Linked DNA regions of Mus musculus: region 2 is linked to region 1. The links are chromatin contacts, called in public Hi-C maps. All regions are on one chromosome and are shown on one strand. The core of a region is the stretch at or near the end of the contact, and the rest is flanking DNA. Distances in the headings are between cores, read along the strand shown. Region 1 overlaps Pard3 (par-3 family cell polarity regulator). Region 2 has its middle 200 kb from the start of Gm32590.

Region 1 (4,272 bases), core at 1,173-3,672:
ATCAATCTATAATCTATCATCTACCTATTTATCTGTTATCTATCTATCTACCTACCTAACATCTATCTGTCCATCTGTCCATCTACCTATGTCATCTATCCATCATCTGTCTATATCTAGCATCTATCTATAATCTATCCCCTGACTGTCTATTATCTATCATCTATATATCATTTATCTATTTTTCTATTATCTATCTATCCCTTCTGCCTTCATTGCTCTGTGAGATTACATGTATGTGCCACCAAACCCAACATAATGCAGTCTAGAGGACAGCACTCAGAACTTTGTGTTTACCAGGTAAGCACTGTACCTACTGAGCCACATCCCTCAGCCTGTTTTGTCCTTTTTGCTGGCTGTGATTACTACCTTCTGCTGCTTCTTTGATTGATGGAGCTGAAAGCCTGCAGGGAGACAGGAGGTGAGTCAGAAATTCTGAGCAAAAAAACCAGTCAGGTGGTATATGGAGTGACATTTGTGGAATCTTAGTGTTCACTGCTTTTCTTGCCCGTGAATACACTGTTACAGTCAGCCTGGCTGGATAAAGACACATTATTTTATAAATCCTTGACCTTCAGGTGCCTTTTCCTGTGCTCATTGCGGTCGGCCTTAAAGCCCTTTGTTGGAGCATTGTGCTCAGATGATGGGGAAAGATGTGTCTGTCTCTGATGTGCAGTGCACTGTTCATACCTCTGCTTCTCACTCTTCTTAACATTTGCTGTTTATTTTTGTGTCTTAGGAGAGGTAGAACTACTGTCCACTTTAGGAATACTAGTCAGAAAATTACATCAGCATTTCTATCTTATAGTATATTCTTCTCAAAACCTATTTCTGATACCCTGCCTGGAGAATAGGAACCGTTTAAAAGACATTTATTTATTTAGTTTAGTTTAGTTTGGATAGAGACAGTTTTTTGGTGGTGGTTGTTTTTGTTTAATCAGTTCCTTTGTAGGTTTTTCCTATCACGATCAACTTGGTTTTGGAGCAGTCCTGAAAATGTTGCTTTTAAGTGTTCGAGCAATTCATTCGCTGGTTTTGGTTTTGGCCACCTGTGTGGCCTGTGATATTTCTGTGATGGTTCTGTATTGATGAGGGGCCTTTTTCCCCTTTGCTTTTTCTGATGTTCAGGTCTCAGGTGAGACCCTTGTGAGTGTTTCCAAGGTACTCTACCAACCCAGTAGTCTCTCCAGCACAAGCTAAGTCAGACTTTTTAAGTAGCTGAGAAACTATGTAGAGATTAAACTACTGGAGAGAAGTGTGGTTATTTTTACTACATCCAGCTGAAGAGATTGGTGGGCTGGGACATTTGAATTTCTTTTCATACGGGGCAGTATTTTTTATCTTCTCTAAGCTAAGCACATACTAGTTCCTAATTTTGATGATTTAGTCTTTACAATGCTGGGTGATGGAGCAGCCCCAAAACACACACACACACATGCTTGTTTTCTTCAAGAGTTACAATTTCCAAGTTGAGAAATGAAACTGTAATGTTGATATTCATTAGTTGAGCCCTCTGGTAAACATGTTTCTTGTCCTGTCCAATGCTCTCGGTTCAAAGAAGAAACTCATTAACTGGCCCTTTGTGCTTTAACTTTTACCTAGACAGAAGTATGGTGTGATGGCACTGTCATCCCCCTTAGATGTCTTGATTTGCCTGTGGGTGCTCACTCTGCCCCTGTTCCTCTAAAGAAACAATGGCCTTTGGCGTGCCAAGGTCTTCACTTCCCTCCTGCTTGCCTTGTCAGTCATGTGGTTTCTCCCTTGCAAATCTCTTTGCTCCAGTCATTCCTTCAGTGGGTGTTTGTTCAACTGGAGCCCCCCTCCCCCCACAAGCCTTCCTCACGCAGGCTCTGCCCCTTAGAGTACAGAGGCTTGGTTCCTCTTTTGTCCCTTGACAGATCCTTCCCCTCAGGATGACATCTGTGTTTCTGCCCACCACCCTCCTCTTGGCCACGTTACCAAAGTGAGTTTGCCGTGGCTTCTCCCAGTGTCCACGTAGACACAGCCCAGACAGTCACCATGCTTTACCTATCCATAGCATCCAGAGGTAGTGAAGCTGACAACTAAGAATAGCCATCACATACATATAAATTTTATTCGAGATTTGTGCGGTTATACAATTGATACTTCTTGACAACACTGCTTGTTATATAGCACCTGCCTGTGACAGGGAAGACTGAAGACATGTTACAGAGGAAAGGCCTGAGGGCTGAAGAGAGACGGAAAGTCTGTCTGTGTGAAGCCGTGGTCCTGCTTTGAAAGTGATGGAGGACACTGCCTTTCTTATCTAAGTGTTGGCCTGTGCGCTTCCTTGGGGACAGCCTCCTAATTGAACTCGGATGTGAGAGCTAAGCAGCTTGCACCATCAGCTGCCCCTGCCGATCTCTGTGTGTCCTAATGAGCTCTGCTGATTGAGAGCTGGTCCTGTTTAATCCTGGGAGAGCCCAGGAGTCTGTCTGAGCTTTGCTGAGCTGCTGTGACCCAGTTAAGTGAGGTTCTTAAAAGGACATGGGGGGGGGGTGGGAGGAAAAATCCAAAAATGTTGATGTAAGTCCAAGACACCTGTCAATTTTGTTCTCAAGGAAACATTAAATTATTCTTCATGTCTACAACTAAGTAAATTCCCTGCTTCCTTTGCAAATGGTATTTGAACAAAATATTTGATTGTGTTGGATAATTTGTGGACATTAGAATTGGGCCTAACAGTAAGCACTCTGTAGTGAAAACATTGTGATTTTTCTGAGAGCTTTTTTTCTTTAGATCCAGGGGTTTCTTCATTCTCGCTAGACTGTAAATGTATTGTTCTATCATCTATGGCTGCGAGCTGGGAAAGTTTCACCTGTATAGGCATTTGTTTGCTTTTTTCCTCACTAGAGGGACAGTATGATTTTGTGTCCGTTTACAGAAATTGCATATACTATAAATTCTAGCACACCATCAATATGCTTGGCATAAGATTTAGACTCTTGTGATCATTTTATTTAGTCAACACCCACCCCTCCCCAAGAAACACTTCTAATTCATATAGATATTTGATATGAAAACCATGTTGTGATTTTGAAATTCTTTCCTGTCTGCCTATGCATCTGCCACATGTGTGTGGGTAGATGCATGCAGGGGTCAGAAGAGGGGATTATATCACTGGGAATGGAGTTCCAGGTGGTTATGAGTGAGCACTATTAATCACTGAGCCATTTCTCCAGACCCTTAAATTATTTTCTAATTAAAAAAAAGTTATTTAACTTTATTTAATGTGTTTGGATGTTTTCCTTGCACAAAGTTTATGTGCCATTTGCATGCAGTGCTCAACTAGGCCAGAAGAGGGCAGCAGAGTCCCTGGAACTGGAGTCCCTCCTTAGCTGTCATGTGGATCTGGGAATTGAAACCAGGTCATCCAGGAGGGCATCCAGAGCTTTTCACTGCAGAGCCATCTTTCTTCCCTTGGAGTTATTTTCTGATAGAAAGGAAATACTGTTCATTATGATATTCCACAGAAGTGTTAATTGAATTGATTCCGATGTAAAAATGATCCCACACCAATTGTTGTTGTTTTTGTTTCCTAAGTGTCCATTACACATGTAAGCTATTTGCAAGCCCTTCCTCTTCCCTGTGGAATACAGTACAACTTATGGACAGAGTAGGGCTAATACGGACACACTCTTGGTATTGCTGTTGTTTGTGGTGAGATTTCATGTATCACAGGTTGACTTCCAACTCACGGTATAGCTGACGATGACCTTGAACGTCTGCTAAAATACCAGTACCCATAACATTTTGTTATTTGTTCCCCTTTTAGTGTGTGTGTTGCATGTATATATGTATGTCTGTAAGTGATAGGTTTATTTCTCTGCTGCCAGTGAAATGAGCCAATTCAAGCCAGATTGCATCGTATTAAAGGCAGGTGTACTGGGAAGTTACTCCCTGGCAAGTTCACTGGCTCTAAGGATTGAAGCCAGGGGAGTCACCATAGGGAGAGGGGAAAGAGAGAAAGGACTTGTGTGCAGAGAGAGAAGAGGAGGAGGAGAAGGAGGAAGAAGAGAGAGAGAGAGAGAGAGAGAATATGAATCGCAAAATGTCTGAATTATATAGAGTAGCGCTTCTGGGGAAGGTCAGCCTAGACCCTGGGTGGGAAAGTTCAAGGCTGGGGCAGGGCATGCCAGGTAGGGACTGTAGGGACTGAGGGACACTAGGAGAACCTTGGAGGCCAGGTCTGCTTTGATAAAACTTGTACCTTAGTCCCTTGTCCAGGGTCTAAAACCATGCAGTATGAAT
Region 2 (4,649 bases), core at 841-3,340, 670 kb after region 1:
CAAAAGTATAAGAACTGCAGGCCATTAACCACATTATATAAAGGTGAACCTTTAGCAGAAGAAGCAGATGCTTAAACATGCAGCAGCTGTGAAGGGATATGTGTTCAAAATCAGAACAGGCAATATATGGTAAGGGTCTGAGGAATTCAGAGAACTGGAAAGGCATTCTCAGGTAGTAATAGGTAATGCGAAATTTTTATGAAAGAGATGAAATTTAACTAAGCTCAGAGCAACCTCATTCCTCTGAATGTTCTTCCTGGGACCGTTATATTCTCCCTTGGGTCATTTCAGGCTCTCTTCTCCGGAACTCAAAGGAAAAATGGGGTCATTTCCTAACAAAGCCAGTGGTGCTAGAGTACACTTCAGGGAATTTACTGTGAAAATATGCAAAATGGGCACCTCTGGATCACAGCCAGGAGAGGCTATGAGGACAGTTTCTGCTTCCCAGTTTGTTTTTTGCCATCTTAATTTCAACTTGCTTTCTCTGCTGCTCAGTACACCGTGGGGGATACACAGATCTTTGACGCTGCAAACTCTCAGACAGCAAACTTTCTTGCTGGAACTAGGAGAAAGCAAAAGAGTAGCAGAAGGGACAGCAGGTTGATAAGCAGACATTCCTAATGGAGGACATGGGAGGACCACAGCACAGGATGCTCTGCTTTCTGTCTCTGGAGTCCATCAGGCACGTTGTCTAAATAATTAAGATGGAGCTGCTCTGGAAAGTAACACTGGGAAGACATGCTCTGCCTGACACTACCCCCAGAATGCACCTCAGCCATGATAAGGGCTCTTGCTTCTCTCCTGCTACTCATAATTGGCTCTGCTGTTGTGGCTCCATTGGAGGTGTTTATATTCAAGTGAAAGCATTTACCATTAAAGACAGGGACTCTGGTAGTCTACACTAGCCTAAAACCAGCTGTGTAGTCAAGAATAGCATTGGGTTTGTATTATTTCTGCCTCTATCTCCCAGATGAGCATAATGAGTATTGCTTGCGGCAGTACATTCACTGTACCTAAAATAATTCCAAATTTCAAGCTGTATTTGTGTGCTTATGTATGTATCTGTGGGTGCTTGTTCCTGTGTGTGGGTGATTTGAAGGCCAGAGGTTAGCCTTGTCTGCTACTGTTTAGGGGCTGAGACATGGTCTCCTTTTGACTTGGAGATCACCAAAGTAGGCCAGGCAGGCTGACCAGTGAGCCCCAGAGAAATAGAGTGGGATTAAAAGTGCACATGCCATACATGTCTTTGTTTTTCTGTGGGTTCTGGGAATTGAACTCAGTCATTTATGCTTATGAAGGAAATACTTTAGCAACTGAGCCAACCACCAGCCCCAATAACTGAGTATTTCTTTAAAACCCAGTAAAACTTCTTCATAATGTATAGTATATAGTCATAATATAGTATATAAATTGGTTATGCTTGCTCTCCTCAGGCTGGGTAGCTCACACAGAAGAGACCTAGTGTTAACTTAGTCCAGGGCATGGCCATTGTCTCTATCTTTGATGCCCACAGCACCTAGAATTCTGTCTCATCTTTTGTCTTCTTTACCCTCAACAGATGTTTTGTTGGTATCCTTATGTTAAAAGTAGAGGGAAAGAAAGGGGCCTTTGTAGCACACTAGTGACAGGAGATGGCATAGTCTGAATGCCACTTGAATGAGTCCTGGTGTGATGGATGAACTCCTAATGAGAACCACACAGCCTGTGGCTAGTGCTGGGGCTCTAGGCCCTCTTGGGTCACAAGCTGTCACTGTGCCCAAGTGCACTCTGCCCGGGTTGAGGGGTCACCATTCTGCTCTTTTAATGAGGAATCCTACTTTTCATGGTGTTTTATTGGTCTGGAGCTGGTGTTGACAACATATTATTTTTCAAGAGGTGACATTTTTTTCTGCTAGGCAGTGTCTTTGAGGCAGTGGGCATGACTGTGGCAATCACACAAATGTAAGTGATGTTGTAGTGTGTTGAACAAAGGTAGAGCTGGTGGAGGTTGTGTTTGTGTGATCTGGGGGTGGATGGGGCTCAGATGACTGTCAGCAGCCATTGGCTGAGCTTCACCCTCACCTCCCACACTTGCCTTCCCCATCCTCAGAGGTTTGTTTCAGACAAGTTGCCTGTGTCACTAGTTAGGGATGATGACTATGAAAGGACTTGAGCCCACACAGGGACATGCGTGACAAATTATCCTGACAAGAATGCCACTACGATATTAGCAGCTCGTTAAAAGAGCTGGGTGAAACTCATCTTGGCTTTGATCAATTTTCTGCTAGCATTTCAAGGCTTTGGACAAATTCCCCAGCCCCTCCCACCCTACCCCAGTTTTGTGTTGTTAAAGCTGTTCTTGGCAGAGCTTTCCAAGGGCTGTGAGAGTCTGCTGACATACTCACCAAATCCCACAGATGTACATGCCTGGTTTAGGAAGAAGAAATGGAATATGAACTGAGAATTTTTATTTGCACTTAAAATATAAACAATAAACTTGGATAATATAATCTGTGATGCTCACTCCAGCTATTAGATTCTAATGAGAGGGCATGAACAATGGTCTGGAAGGGAAGGCCCTGGGATCGGTTTTCTGGGCCTGAGAATCTTAAAGCAGGAATGACCTGTGGGAAATGGCCAGGCCAAACACATTGCTGATGACAACTCTAATAAGTAGACACAGGTGACAGGAAAGTCCAGACTTCCTGAATTCCTGGAGTTTGTTCCATTCCCTTCACCACTGCTATAGGGGACAGTGGGACACCAGGGTCTGAGTCTGCCAGAGGAAATGAACAGTAAAGACACATATATGTGTACATATGTGTACTGTTGTTTGTTGACATGGAGACAGGCAGGTCTCTGATTTTTAGGGTAAATTGACAGAATGCAGACAATAACTGTCACCATAGTCTTAGGGAGAATTTGTTCTCTGAGGACTCTTCTTAGAGACTGGGGAGGCTCACTCACTTCAGGATAATTTCTTTTTCTCAAATTCTACTGCTTACAGATGATATTGATCACTCCTAAAATCTTTCTAGTGCAAGGCTGAGCCTTTCATACTGCTGTATTCCTACTGGTTTAGAGATTTCAGATGGGCCTAAGACCATCAAGTTCTGCAATAAGGAAATTATGGCATGCCTTACATAAAGACTACATGATGTGTATCTGTTAAGTGATGATCATTGCCCTGCATGAGGTTCTCTCAGGCATGAATTCTGTTGCTGCTGGCATGAAGTTCTATATTCTGTGGGTGTTACATGTCTGTTTTGTATATGTAAATATTTTTAAATGGAAACAGAGAAAGACAGAATGAGGATAAGAATAAAAGAACTATGGAAACTTTAATATTGTACCTATGGAATTATCTAGACCATTGAGACCCAGTGAGAAGCCAGAACAATAATAAAGGAAGACTAGAAGCAAGAGAATATGTATTTGTATGAGTTTATGTAAATTCCCATAAGCATATGAAAAACAACTGGTTTTAAAGGTGGGAAGGGATTGCTAGTGACTGAACTCCATGTGTCTCAAGCACTAAGCATGAACTCTTCTACTGAGCCACACCCCCAGTGCCTTGTAACTAACTTAAAATCTAATGGTTAGAATCTAACGATTAAAATAGAACACTTAATTTTCCTATTTTCAATGAACGGGTAGCTTCCCAATTTCTTCACTGAACGAATAATAGGCCTGTCTATATCATCACAGGTAGTCTCCCTCTCTTCATTAAATGGTAGTTTTATTCTCTTTTCATTTAATGGTTAGCTTTCCCTTTTCTTCATTGGATTCTTGGCCTTCCTCTCTATTCATTGATTGGCTCCCCCCCCCACCAACCCCCTTACTTTGATTGGTTGGCCTCCCCTCTTTCTCATTGATTGGTTGAGCTCTCCCTCTCTATTGACTGGTTACAAATCCTCTCTGTTAGTTGAATGGTTACTTCCCCCTCTTTTCATTGAATGCTTAGCCTTTCTCTTAGTCTTCATTGAATAGTTAGCCTCCCATTCCTTCACTGAATGGTTAACATCCCTCTTTCTTCACTCAATGGTTATTTTTCTTCTCTTCATTGACTGGTTGGCCTCTCCTTCTCATCATTGAATAGTTAGACTCTCTCTGTAGTTAATGGTTGTCTCCTCTCTCTCCATTGAGTGGTTAACTTCCTACTCTCTTTAATGAATGGCTAACCTCTCATTTACTTCATTGAGTGATTATCCTCCTTCTATCTTCATTAAACAGTTATTCTCCCCCAAGTGATTAGCTCCCTTCTCCCTTCACTGATGGTTAGCCTCCCCTTCGCTTCACTGAATGATTATCCTCCCTCTCATTTCATTATATGGTTAGCCTCCCTCTTTATTCATCCAATAACTAGCTTTCCACCCTCATCAATGATTTAACTCCCGTTCTTTCTGTTGAACGACATAGCTCTCACTCTCTTCAATGAATGATTAGTTTCTCTTTATCTTCGTTGGTTAACTTTGTGTAAGCCAAAGAAAACACATTAAAGCTGTATGTTTTCTAGTAATGTTTATCTACCTGTTCTGTGAGACACCACGTAGAGTTCTTGCCTTTGAGAATTTCTTTGGAGGAAATGAACTATAGAAGTCACTTTAGTGTAATAGTGGAGATGTTTCAGACAGATGGAAACTCGTAGTCAAAGACAGAAAGACAGGGAT

Evidence for each region. Hi-C and Micro-C count contacts between places; a contact is called where the count stands out from the background.
Region 2: a contact with region 1 is called in a Hi-C map of the N1E-115 cell line, with 3 times the contacts expected there. The contact joins two enhancer-like sites. A contact is called at or near these places in 3 of 484 Hi-C or Micro-C datasets (the N1E-115 cell line, bone marrow-derived macrophages and gonadal supporting cells), 1 of 115 datasets of contacts at active chromatin or transcription factors (embryonic stem cells) and 1 of 9 other capture datasets (embryonic stem cells).

What each region holds. Positions count from the first base shown.
Region 1 is chr8:127,328,614-127,332,885 of GRCm38.p6, forward strand. All of the region lies in intron 5 of Pard3 (par-3 family cell polarity regulator), which reads left to right. Among named protein-coding and RNA genes, the nearest start is that of Gm9909, 120 kb to the right of the region's middle. Within about 2 kb of position 2,423, at least 39 of the 459 cell types and tissues checked have an H3K27ac peak or open chromatin away from gene starts, as enhancers often do. A contact at or near this core is called in the N1E-115 cell line, where this site is marked.
Region 2 is chr8:128,001,876-128,006,524 of GRCm38.p6, forward strand. No RefSeq gene overlaps it. Among named protein-coding and RNA genes, the nearest start is that of Gm32590, 200 kb to the left of the region's middle. Within about 2 kb of position 2,091, at least 27 of the 459 cell types and tissues checked have an H3K27ac peak or open chromatin away from gene starts, as enhancers often do. A contact at or near this core is called in the N1E-115 cell line, where this site is marked.